Linked DNA regions of Oryza sativa: region 2 is linked to region 1. Evidence: chromatin contacts called from public HiCAR-type data. All regions are on one chromosome and are shown on one strand. Each heading gives the region's core, a stretch centred on a gene start, on an enhancer-like site or on the middle of the called end of the contact. The rest is flanking DNA. Distances are from core to core; before and after follow the strand shown. Region 1 holds the start of LOC4350220. Region 2 holds the start of LOC4350232 (anthranilate O-methyltransferase 1).

The links. HiCAR-type assays count read pairs that join an accessible place to other places.
Region 2: a contact with region 1 is called in a HiCAR-type map of leaf, with 2.6 times the contacts expected there. The contact joins the promoter of LOC4350232 here to the promoter of LOC4350220 in region 1. A contact is called at or near these places in 2 of 15 Hi-C or Micro-C datasets (leaf and seedling) and 1 of 4 datasets of contacts at active chromatin or transcription factors (leaf).

Annotation. Positions count from the first base shown.
Region 1 is chr11:8,875,968-8,882,670 of ASM3414082v1, reverse strand. LOC4350220 reads left to right here and starts at 3,262. Exons shown (of 3, transcript XM_015762156.3): 1 at 3,262-3,512; 2 at 4,553-4,690; 3 at 5,679-6,107. The coding sequence starts at 3,384. The coding sequence ends at 5,858. It overlaps LOC4350222, which reads left to right. Exons shown (of 5, transcript XM_015762224.3): 4 at 63-1,160; 5 at 1,244-1,778. The coding sequence ends at 941.
Region 2 is chr11:9,106,289-9,112,991 of ASM3414082v1, reverse strand. LOC4350232 (anthranilate O-methyltransferase 1) reads right to left here and starts at 2,568. Exons shown (of 4, transcript XM_066305462.1): 1 at 2,271-2,568; 2 at 1,536-1,958; 3 at 1,353-1,398; 4 at 589-1,243. The coding sequence starts at 2,345. The coding sequence ends at 1,179.

The DNA of each region.
Region 1 (6,703 bases), core at 2,013-4,512:
TCTTGTAGGACTGAAAGTGCATGATTTGCAATAGGGCTAATGTTCTCACTGTTTTCTTATAGGGTATTATTAATGCAGTTGAGAAATGGGCTCCAGAAGCTGAACATAGGAATTGTGCAAGGCACATCTATGCTGATTGGAAAAGGCATTTCAATGAGAAGATATTGCAGAAGAAATTCTGGAGATGTGCCAAGGCTCCATGCATCTTGCTGTTCAACCTGGCAAGGGCAAAGCTAGCACAACTGACACCACCTGGAGCTCAAGCAATCATGAACACTCACCCCCAGCACTGGAGCAGGGCATGGTTCAGGTTAGGCTCCAATTGTGACTCCGTAGACAATAACTTGTGTGAGTCATTCAACAAGTGGATCTTGGAAGCTAGGTTTTTTCCTATCATTACTATGCTTGAAACAATTAGAAGGAAAGTTATGGTTAGGATCCATGATCAGATTACTACCTCAGCTAGATGGAACACTGCTATCTGCCCTGGTATTCTTAAAAAATTGAATGCATATATCACTAAGTCAGCCTTTTCCCATGCCATATGCAATGGTGCATCTAGCTATGAAGTTAAGCACCATGATAATAGGTTCACAGTGCAACTAGACAAAATGGCATGTTCCTATAGATATTGGCAGTTGTCAGGACTCCCATGCCCTCATGCAATCTCATGTATCTTCTTCAAGACAAACTCACTAGATGGATACATTAGTGACTGCTACTCAGTGACTGAATTCAAGAAAACTTATAGCCATTGCCTGGAACCATTTGAGGGCATGAACAACTGGCCATATGATGACAGACAACCTCTCAATGCACCTGGATATATCAAAATGCCAGGCAGGCCAAGGACTGAGAGGAGAAGGGAACCCACTGAAGCTCCAAAGGCAACCAGAATGTCAAAGATGGGCACAAAAATCAGATGTAGGCAATGCAAATAGTTTGGCCATAACAAGTCTACTTGTTACAAACATAGTTCAGGGGGCCCTAGCACAGCTGCTTCTCACCCTACAGGCAGCCCAGCAGGGACCAATGCAGTCAGCCCAGCAGGGGGTTTAGTACTGTCAAACTATACACAGGGTAGGAAAAGAAAGTCAATCTCGAGTACCAGCACTAGTTCTGCAATACACTCAGTGAGACCAGCTCCTTCTAAGAGAAAGGTATGCACATATTTCATAATCCATTCATTGCTGCTCCAATTAATAGAAACAAACTTGGTGCTAACTCTTTCTTGTACATGCAGGCACAAATGCAGGAGGCACAACAGATGGTGAAAGTGACAGCCACAGCATAAGTTCCCACAAATGAAGGTGGTACAACAACTGTAGACCTGCATGCAATTGTACCATACTCATAGGCTTCATCCAGTGCTTCAGTGAGGTTGAATAGTGGCAAAGCAGTTGTCAACGTTTCAGCTCAAGAACCAGTCAAGATGAAGCCAAAGAAAGCCACACCTGGGCCACTACTCCTTCTTCCACCATGGGAGTCTGCAAAGCTTTGAAGTTCTGCCATCTCCATTTAACTAATATTAGAACTATGTTAATGTGTTGTAATGACTCCTGTGTCTGAGAGCTATGATGTTTGATGTTTTTGTAATGGACCAATTCCTGGCCATTTGCTGCCATCTGTGAACCATTTCAAATGTGTGTGATGTCTGATATGGACCATTTGTTGTGTGTAGGCCTATATTGCCACACACTAATGCAGTCTGAACTTATGTCACAAATTGAGCTATCTGAATGCAATATCATGTGAACTATCTTCATTTGTGCTGGTCATATGTGTTGTGTGTGCTGTTACAAATAATGTGTTATAAATTGAGTGCTCAAATGACCCAATTATATTTCATGGGTTCTATCTTGTCTGCTCAAATTACACAATTCTAATTCATTTAATTTCAGATGTATCAAGCACAACCATACAAACATTTTAACAGGAATTTTTCCTTCATTAACACAGAGTGCATTACAACACACCACAACTTGCAGATATTTCTTTCAACCTGACAAAGTTCATTACAAAACACCACAACACCCATCTTGCTGCAAATACTTCACCCTACATTTCTCCTTACCAACACCAGTGCAAACATGACAAATACACAACCCATAACAACAACTAACAGATAACATCTCTCCTTCTCTAGCCTACTATTTCTATCCTTCAGCACAGCAATTCTTTCAGCATAGTCACATGACAGCTTTCTTGCTGCCTCCAACTCTCTTTGAGCAGCATCAACCTCTATTATCTTCTCCTCAACCTTCATCCTCTCTTCTTGGATAGCCAAACAAGTCTTTCCTTCTCCCTCCTCGCTGACCAAACTGCATCTCGCAAATCATTCAACACTTCTCTAATAAAGGTGGTCGTCGGCCCATCATACCAAGCATAAAAACCACATCCACCTTCCTGCAATCCCTAGCAATAAATTTCAATCCCCAATAAAAAATCCACCGTCCAACCAAAGAACAAAACATACCTGGGCATTGCGACATTTGAAGTACCGGCGGCTGGGGTTGTCCGGACTCCACGAGATCCACCATGCAGCCTTCACGCGACAGTCGCACATCACGGCCGACTGGTAATCAAAAGGACCAACCCTATATGGGATGGGACTCCTCGATGAATGCTGAGAATAGGACGATGACCCGTCGCTCTGGGAACTAGCCATCACCGCACCACCTCTATTCGCGAATCCACTCCTACCTTCACCGTCTCGGCGGATTGCGCCCTTGCCGTCGCCACGGATTGTGCCCTAGTCGTCTCCGCCCTCGCTATCGCCAGCCGCGCTCCGCACCAGCCGTCGCTGTGCTCCGCCGCGCTCCACACCAGCCGCTGCCGCCGCCGCCGCACCTCACGTCGCCTTGGCCATCGCCTGTCGGTCAAGGGTTTTGGTCAAAGGGGGGAAATGGGGATAGAGAGAGAGATGCGAGCCGCACGCCAATAATTTTACCTTCCAGGCTGACTCAGCTCGGCCTAGTCCGTACATACAACACACTGACATGTGGGTCCCACATGCTGAGTCAGCTCGTCAACCGGGTCAATGACGCCACGTCGGACGAAACCGCCTGCCAAACCGCTCAAGGAGGTCATTTGCTCTGGTTTTAAGAGATGAAGGAGGCGTTATACCCGGTTTTACGGTTGGGGGATGTTATTCACACAAGGGCAAGAGATGAGGGAGGCAAAATGGACTTATTCCGCCTCCAAAACCCTAGCCCGTTCCCACGGCCCTTAAACCCTTCTCCCATCTTCTCCACCTCTCTTGCTCTCTCGCCCTCTTCACCAAGAAAGAAAACAGGCGCACGCCTCGCCTCGCCTCGCCGCCGGCGGCCACCGTCTCCGCCGCCTCCTGCCCCCAACCCAGGAACCCCCGGCGAGAGAGCTCGATGGACCAGGCGGGGTCGATGGAGGAGCGGGTCATCACCGAGCGGATCCGGCGGAAGCTGGAGGAGGTGAACGCCGCCGCGCAGAAGCACCTCGCCGGCGTCCAGGACCACGTCAACTTCACCATGCAGGTCAGGGCTCCTCTGAATCTCTCTAGTGTTAGTACATTTTTTTTTCGCCTCGCGGTAGTATATTTATTGTGTTTTGGGGATACACGGGACCGGAAATCCGGAAATTTGGTGGTATTGATTGGTTGCAAATCTTGACTGACTTGGTGCGGCGTTTCTTGGATTAGTCTCGTGGGAGCTGGGAAGTAAGGGCTTGGATGTTCTTGTTCCGATGTTTGATTTGGCGACGATGAAGCAAAGTGTTACGGTAGTGCGTGCTATTTATATGGGATTTGTAGATAGTTCAGGGATAGGGCAGTCTCTGCTATTTTGATACCAAATGTTTGTAGACTCTCAAGTTGATATAAGGATATCAGATTTGGTGAGCCTTGCATAAATAATTTGTTCCAATGTAGTTTCAGTGATTCGGTTGGGCATCAATCAATCAGGTGGATGCAACTTAGTATATTTTGGAAGTTTGGAAAGCCCAATATCGGAGAATGATTACCAACTACTGAAACCTGCTGGTTATATATTTTTGTGTGACTTTTGCCCGGATCTAGCTTCTGGAGTATCTTAAAAATTCTCCTGTCACTCCATTGTATGCTATCAGGTGTGGGTAGACAGTCTTGGAGTTTGTTTATGAAAGTTCTTGAATCTTCTGTTCTGTACTGTCATTTGCTTTTTGTATGTTATCAGGCATGAGTAGACAGTATTGGAGTTGTTTATGAAATTTCTTTAGTGTTCTGTTCTGGAGTCTGTAAATGTAAGGATATGCTGTACGCTTGTTCAATTTGTTTCACTGCCTCTCATTGTGGAAGACCAAGAATAAAGTATGTCATTATGAGAGAAGAATTTATCTAAATTGAGAGCCCTGTGCTAATTATTTATTTTATATCTGGTTTTCTTATTGATCTTCAGATAAAGAATAAATGCTGTAATAAAATATGCTACATATCTTTGTAAGAGGAGAATTTATCTCCATAAAAATGAGAGGGGTAATCTGCACAGAGAGCCAATGTTAATTTTTTTTTTTGGTTTCTGGTTTTCTTATTGATCATCAGCAAGCGTACTTCAAGTGTGCGTATGAATGCTTTGATCGCCGAAGAAGTCAAGAAGGGATCAACAATTGTGTTGAGAACTGCAGCGTGCCTGTCCTTACTGCCAACAATGTTGTTGAGACTGAGATGGCTAAATTCCAGGTACTTCCAGTTTCATTCACCTATTGCTTTTCATTTTTCTTATGATTATTGCCTTCCATTACTTGCCATCATAGAGCAACATAGAACCCAACTTTGTGTCTGTTCATTTATGTAGAGTTTCAATATATTTTTTGCTGTACAGTCTATATCACTCTACATGTGAAAGAAGCTATGGTTCACTTGCTGCAAGTTTTACCTAGAAATATGCGTGGACAAAATTTTTTTCCTCTTTGGTTTCTTTGTGAACTTAGACTGATCATTGATGCTGAACTATGCCTACCACATGTGTGTTTGTTATTGATGATATCATACTGAGCAACTTGTACATAATGGTACCACTGTACAAAGCGCACCGTGTTACAGTAGATTATCAAAATTTTGTTGTCCAGTACAAACAAGCATTTGTGCATATCTATTTGCATATGATGTATGTTCCTGATTTATCTTCTGATTATGTATTTTGTTCAGCAAGCAACTAGCGTGGCTGTGTGCTGATCTTAGGGAAAATGATAGAAGGAATGACTTAACAAGTAGTGACATATCATCTAACCAAAAAATGGGAATATCTCTCCCACGCGATAGGTATAGGCATCAGTTGCTATGGACATTTGTTATAAGGTAGCCAAGGTGTCACTTATGGAAACATATTTTTCCCTCCATCTGGCAGTGTAAGTGTGTAACATTGATAAAACTAAATAATGCTTAAATGGTAAAATTTTGCAGGACTCTGATCTTGGTGTGTAACTGTTTAAGGATATGCATATCTAACTGCTTGAGCTATTTTATCGGAATACATATGCGAAAAATATTATGTTAGAACAGAAGGAAAAGTCAATGGCATTTCGAATAAAAACATCTGTTTGTACAAATAGTGATCAGTATTCAGTATTCACCTTTAGCTGTATGTTTTATCATGCAAAAGCATGTCTAACCCCTATTACCTTTATCTGTATGTGATCTAAGTTGTGATCTTTTCCCCTGTCCTCAGGAGCGGCTGAATCGATCTTTGATGGTGTGCCAAGATAAATTTGAAGCAGCAAAGCTCCAGAAGATGAAAACACATGCGACTGAGGAGCTAGAAGCATGCGTAAACAGATCTATTGATGACAGTATCAGGGTCCTGCCCCATCTGGTTGATCAGATCAAGTCCACCCTCTCCATGAATTAGAGAGATCAGAAGAAGTTCAGAACTAAACAGTAGAATCTTCCTCGTAAACTATTTCAGCTTTTACAAAAAGCATTTTCACTAATTTTGGCACCAAGATCGTTGGCCAAATTACTGCCCTTTGTTAACATGAGTATGACATATGAGCGGCATATCGTATTTTGTGTGCCTTGAGCATTTTGTTCGGAACCACACTTTGTTGCAGAGCTGATTTATCGAAAGATGGTGCAATAATAGAAGATGATATCCTCATGTTGCTCATCCTTATTCATTTGCATCTTGCAGTTTGTTTCAGTTCATGTTACCAGCATTTGATCTTCATTCATGAACCCTATGATGATGGCAGAAGATGATATTCCCATGAAATTACTGGCGTTTCCACTTGTTCTCCCTCCCTTGTCAAGTATATACCACATTTTTTATTGCTTGTTCTCAAGAATATACAATTAGGCCTACTTTCGAATGGAGGAATCAATTTGTTCTCTATATTATCAGGCCTCTTTTGGAACGGTGGAATTTTAAAGGATTTTTCGAGGAACTGAACTAGAATCCTGTAAAATTTATACATTTCAAAGAGCCAGTCTCTCTCTCAAAAAAAAAAAAAGACAAATGTAATGTGCTATGTGCTTGATTTGGTGAAAGGAAATCCCGAAAACCGGGGGATGAATTTAAAAAAAAGGGTGAATAGCTAATTTAGTCCCTCAAGTTTCACCGAAGGCTCACTTTGGTTCTTCAGGTTTCATTTTGTTAACATAAAAATCCTCTAAGACCCTGTTTATATGGGACTAAAACTTTTAAGTCCCTATCACATTGGATGTTTGGGTACTAATTATAAATATTAAACGTAG
Region 2 (6,703 bases), core at 1,319-3,818, 230 kb before region 1:
TACGTATAATGTTGTCTTCATTCACCCCTTAATAAAAGAGAGATTTTATTATATGTTAAGTGCTGAGTTTATTCAATCAATGATTTATTATAACTGCAATTCTCTATTTCTATAATAAAACAGTAATTCACTGATATATTATAGCAAGGGACAATATCGGTAGTATAAATTCAGTGGTATAAAGCAAATTCCCTATGATAAAAATTCCGGCCGTTGTTTTGTTTGTCAGTTCACATAACGTATTAGCCAAATTAATGTGCTATGCTGTTATAATTTCTTTGCGTTAGTTTTTTTTCTACTTCTGTTTCTGCGTACGCAATAGCTCGAGAAGAAATGCTAACAATAGTAACGATGGCTCAACTGTTCTCAACAACTCCAATTGGGAAATTCCTCAATTTCTATTAGCACGGATACTAAACTACTAAACGGTACGTACCGAACGAACATAGTAGTGTATAATTTGCAACTTCCGTTTCTGCGAACGCAATAGCTCGAGGAAAATGCTAAGAAAGTAATTAACGATGGCTCAACTGTTCTCAGTAACTCCAAACGGCAAATTCCTCATTTTCTATATATTAGCACAGTTACTAAACTACTCAACTGTAAATAAATTTTATTTTTTTATAATTTATAATATTTAATACATAATCATGTGCTAATAATCCATCATGTTTTCTGAGGGTGAACAGTGCTGGTTCGGACTAGCCCTAAGCTTGGAGGAGACACTTGCTGGATCAAGACTCAGTACTGTCATGTAGACAACAGGTTGAACTGATCTGGTTGGGCTACCGAGACCATATCTAAATTCTCAACCAGTTCTTATGTTCCTAATTGGCTATCATCCTCGCACTTTTGTGTCCAGTGACACAGAAATGGCCATAATGCTGCTCTCCTCCCACGCACAGCTCTCAAGATGCCGCGTGACATTACATGCAAAGAGCGTGAAGAGATCATCCATTATAGACTCCCCAAAATGGCTTGCCAATAGGGTCTCCGTCACCGCTCTTAAAGTTGTGGTGTGGTTGTTATCGATAGCCTCATGAACACTATATGGTCTCCCTGTTGTAGCGGTGGCGCTCTCTTCCAACTCCAATTTGTCTATGGGATCAAAAGTTAAATCAAAGGCCCGGATGTCTATGATGTCGAACAACTGGCTCTCTTGTACCAGCTGCTTCAGCTCATCCACAGAAGGGCCGTACATTGGTCGGTTGAAAGAGTCCAGCTTCTCCTTCTCCACACGACCCTATTGTGTAAGATAATAAAAGAATCATGAAATATTTTTTTATTCTAAATCAAAAATCTTTAGTAAGTGATTTTGTGGTCTGTAAAAAGATAATGGGAGGCAAAATCACTGTAAATGTTCCCTTTGTTCATGCTGCTACCAAGAAGATCTGGGACCTGTAAAAACAGAAATTGCTAGTCAAGTCTAGATAATAAAAAGATCAAATGTCAGAATTTTGTATATATATGAGAATATACTAACAAACGCAACTACAGGAGATGCCATAAGTGAACAAATAAATACGGTCATCCACCTGAGAGAGCCACATGAGGCTGAAGGATGAGTGGAAGATATGGACACTATTGCAAGGGAAGAGCCTGGTGTAGAAAGATCCTGGCACGCCAGCAACGTAGTATGGAGGATGTTGTAGCCCTCTGCGAGCACAATCTCGCACTATTGACTGCTTGAATTGCTCTAGCAACTGGAAATTGTGGTTCAAATCATTGTTGGGTAGGTCATTGAGGAAGAATTGGACCTCCATGGGGCACTCCCTATTGTTGTTGTTAGCAGGGGTTTCTTCACTTATGATAGCAATGACCTCAGAGATAAAGAGGAGCGTGTTTGCACCAGAGGAGCATCCTAGGTCAGCTACGACCATTGACCGAGGTTGAAGATCCATGCATATTTCTTTCGTGGCTTTCTCAACCATTGGTTTGGTTGAAAGAATGGCTTTTCCCTAGTATACATGCACGCATGACCATATTAATACAGTGTTAGTTCAATAAGCTAGTACTCCTTAATATCAAGAGCAAGTGTAAATATTGTTAGTACTAGCTTATCCATAAACAAAAAATAACAGTGAAAATTAAACATTAGAATTATTGTGCCACACCCAGTGCATTGTGTATCTGATAGTCATAAAACATCCCAATATAGGCTCATATATATACCCAGAGCATGTGATGAGTGTTGTTCAACAAAAGTAAAAAATAATAGAAGGCATGCCAAAATTAAATTTAGCGGGGAGAAAGGATTCATTGGTACAAACCTGGGTACTAGAGTTCTTTGCGTAGCTTGAGTCACCATCCCCCTTAATCATGTGGAAATCAAGCTTGATCTTCATTTTTCTACAAGTGCTTTGCTAGAAACCCTAAATCACTATACCTGTCACCATGCAATGTGGAGCATGACAATAACAAGCTCTCTCCACCACTTGTACCAGTTTATATTAACAAATCTCTTCTGTGTACTGGCTTATCTTGAAGTCATGAAGACTGGGCTTATTAATTAAGATTACTCTGGGTCGGTTTCATGTTTGACAAATATGTGATATCTCGTGTTTTGCTGCATAATGTATGATAAATGAATACAAATATTATAAAAATCTTGGATGGGCATATCTTGAAATATTATAAAAACGATATAGGGATGAGGATTTGATATACTTGTATACTGATTCTGAGCTCTAGAATATAATAACTTGGTGACCAAGTGTTATGTTTGCATAAGAAGATACGATCTGGAACACTTGTTTAGTGGATGATGATGTAATATATTTACATGTTAAGTTTTTGAGTATTGGTGGGTACCAACTATATAAAGAACAAACATAGTATTGATTAGTATTGAATTTTTTATTTCAAAAATCAACTTTTTTTATTCAACGGTCATAAATGATCCACGAATATGCAAGGATAAGATTGAGGTCTCTATCCATCGCAGCCAATTTGGACTTTGAGTCTGTCGACTGTTCTATCGAACTGCACCAGTGAATTCTCTTGAAACAATAAAATATTCATTAAGTAAATTGACCTGTTCATATTAAAGAGTGATACCACTTTAGAAAAACTATCTTCGCAGGCCAGTGAGAATTATAATTTCACATTCAGACATAGTAGAACCAATTGAAAAAATAGGCATGCCTGGAGAAGCGCCCTCCCCTCAGCGCTGTCCTCTCTACTCACCCTCCCTCTCTACCCTCACTGCTTCCTTGAGCTTGCCGCGCACAACCTCCTTCCCCTCCCCTCATTGGATCCGGCCAATGTGCACAGTGGTGTGTGTTGTCCGAATCTAGCTTCAGCGACAATAGTGGGGAGCAGCGATGGCGGTGGCAAATGGGAGCGGCAGAGGCTACAAGACCAAGGGATCTGGTGCTACCCACCTTGGGAGGTGTGGATCTTCCGCCAAAGGCCTCCGGAGCTGCAGCGATGATGCAACGGCTGCCCTAGGAGCGGTAGATCACCGTCGGCCCAGGAGGAGTGGATCCACCGTTTGAGGCCTTGGGAGCGGCGGATCCACCATTGTTGGACTTAGGAGGGGATGATCAGCCATCAGAGGCTATGGGAGCGGCGATGACGATGTCGATGGCCTTAGGAGCGGTGGATCTGCCACTTCCAGCCTCGGGAAGGGTGGATTTGCCGCTAGAGGCTACGGGAGTGGTGGTATTCTCCACAATCAACTTATGTGACCTATTGTGACGACGAGAGTGGCGGCGAATTCATTGCTGCTGACCTCGGTAGGTGCGGATCTGTCAGCGGGGAGATTAGGGACGAGATCGGCAAGGTCGGCGGTGCCATGGATTTGGATAATTTTCTGCTTCCGCTGTGATATGGATAAGATTGTTTGTGATAAAGTTGATGCTCTTGTTTAATTTGCGATCGTTGGGTATGGGTGAATCTCTAGATGTTTTAGGTCTGTTTTTGACGTGGATCTAGATGTCAATTTTGCTACAGAGTGGCAGGGCTTTCTATAAATTATTTTTTTACCAAAAGTAACTAGGATTGTTTATCATCTTAACATAGTCTAGATGCGAAAATTGATTTTTGCATGTGGTCCTCTTAGTAGACGGCTTGCGAAACTCGATTTTTGCAAACAGTTATGTAAAAAATAACACACATGAAAATTGATGATACCAGTCTATGAGAATCGCTATCTTCACAAGTGTGTGTGTCTAGGTGGGTGGCTGACCGCGCATAATAACTCCTTATGGTCGGTTGTAAAAACCACGTTTGTACTGTATCTAAACCCATATAAGAGAGAGAAAAAAAAAGTAGCCTGAGGACTTTCAACTTAACAAAACTACTGCAATGACAAGTCGTCTTGTTTGTGGAACTTTGACTAGTGTCACTTTGCTAGCTACTACCTCCGTTTCAAGTTATAAGACTTTCTAGTATTAACTACATTCATACAATACTAGAAAATATTATAATATGAAATAGGAAGTAGCTGATTACCTGGGAATATTTCTTTGAAGGCATTCTATGAAGCTATACAAAAATTTGCTCCTCAACCTGCTCATTGGATCGTGGCAACGGGGGCACGCACGCGTGTCGTTTATTTTGAGAGTATTTGCTTTTAGAGGCTCATTCTCGTGGGCCAAGTATTGCCACAGCGATGAGTAAAGACGATGATTGCTTGCGTGTCTTTGTATCTCGCTGTAGCGTGGAACTTGTCATAATGTCATTTTTCCTTTTATTTTTTAGGTGTTTTATAATGGTATTTATTGGTAGCAAACCGTTCAAATTTTCTAATCAAATCAATTTACTATTCCTATATATAGTTGTCCCCATAAGCTGTGATTCTAGACAACCATATCATCTTATTTATTTCAGCCAATAGATTAATGTCAAATGTCAGTAGCAACCATTAGTTCCATTCCTCCTGTCCTATATGTCACCGCATGCATGCATATGTTTGAAACAGCTAGCAATACAAACTCTACCATCAAAGCAACTTTTTAGTAGAAAATGCCACTACCAACAGTTAGACAATTGACCATGGTTAATCCCATTTATTTTCTCATAACTCTCTTGTAATTCCTCCTGACAGTTCTCACTCACCATCAGCATCCTCCATCTCGAGAGCTGACATATTGGCATCCTTCTGCTCTTTTTTTATTGCCACCATCGGTTCATTTCGTGGAGTAATTTAATTTTTCTTGATTATAAATAGCATATAGGATAGCTTACTCATCTTTATTATAGTGTTCTTGCCATATTGAAAATAAATTTTAAGTGTAACATAATTAATGATGCGCTAACCTATCCTATATTGTTTTGCATGTCGGGAGGTATGAGTTCTTTCTCCTTGGCCATCTGATTTCTAGCAAGTCATAAAAAATCATTTTTCTGAATTTTCTGTGGTAGCAATAAAAATGTCAAATTTACATGCGCCATTATATCTTGAGAATAAGAACATTACCACTAACGCCTCAATGTTAACGGGGCATATCATCCACTACTTAAGAAATAATTAACCGTAAATACGATTATCCTGTCAAATTTTAGAATTATATCCGATGGACTAGCTAAGCTATATACTCTGTGAATTCACAGTAAGCCTATGATATGATCAGTAACATTTATAGGTAACCATATTGCAGTTTTATATGAACTATCTTTTACGCTGCAGCTAAGTGAAATTACTAGCTAATTAATGTTAAGGTTATTTGGTAGTTTGGTCAATCAAATTGCATTGGGGTGCTGTATATCGATAGATGTATGTGTGCGACTGGCAGACGAAAAGACATATTAGAGACAAGGTGTGGAGCGAGGCACGTAGAGACGTCGACAACCATTCGTACGACAAATAAAAAATAAAATTCATATGTTTTTCACACTGATTTTAAACGAATATACATGTTCAAAAATCAGTGTCAACAACGTGAACTCTCTGCCGCGCGTGCGCGAGTTCGCTTGGCTGCGCGCGTAGCGATCTGGGTGCCTGATAAGAAGCTGATGACTCAATTAATTATTAATTATTGTTACTTTTTTTAGGTTGTTACTTAATTGATAATTATTCTGATTGAAGAAATAATAACAGATAATTAATTACTAATGCTCACTTGTACATATCCTCTCATCTGTGACGGCCCGTCACATGCCTGGGCAACGTAGGCCGTCAGAACGAAGTCATCTCAATCGGGCCTAAATTAAACTGTTGTAGATGTACTGGTACAGATATCATCGAGGTGCATATACCTATAGCCCATCATAGATGATACTCATCAGTGACGGACTCACAGTTAGAGCCGATTGAGATTACAAACCTATATATATCTCAATCGGGCCTAACTACTAGGCCCGTCAGCGATGAGCGTCATCGGTGACGGGCACCAAAAAAGGCTCGATTGAGATGGCTTTAATGCCCATCACCGATGACTCTTATCGGTGTCAGGCTTCTATTTATGCCCGTTAGAGATGTCGTATTTTTGGCCCGATTGAGATATATTTTGCACACTATATATACTCCACCAGTCTGTTGTCTGTACTTATCTCCCACTGTTCATGAAGGGGGCGATTTTTTGTATTTTTTTTCCAAAGAAGAACCGGAAAATCATAAAAGTAAGTAAAAGGGTACTAATCATTTCTTATTAATTTAGTAGTACTTATCTTATAAGATGTTAAGTAATATTTTGTTCATTTTTCAGCGATGGATCGAAGTTGGATGTATACGACTTCTTTGAAGCGTTAGTATAAGGAG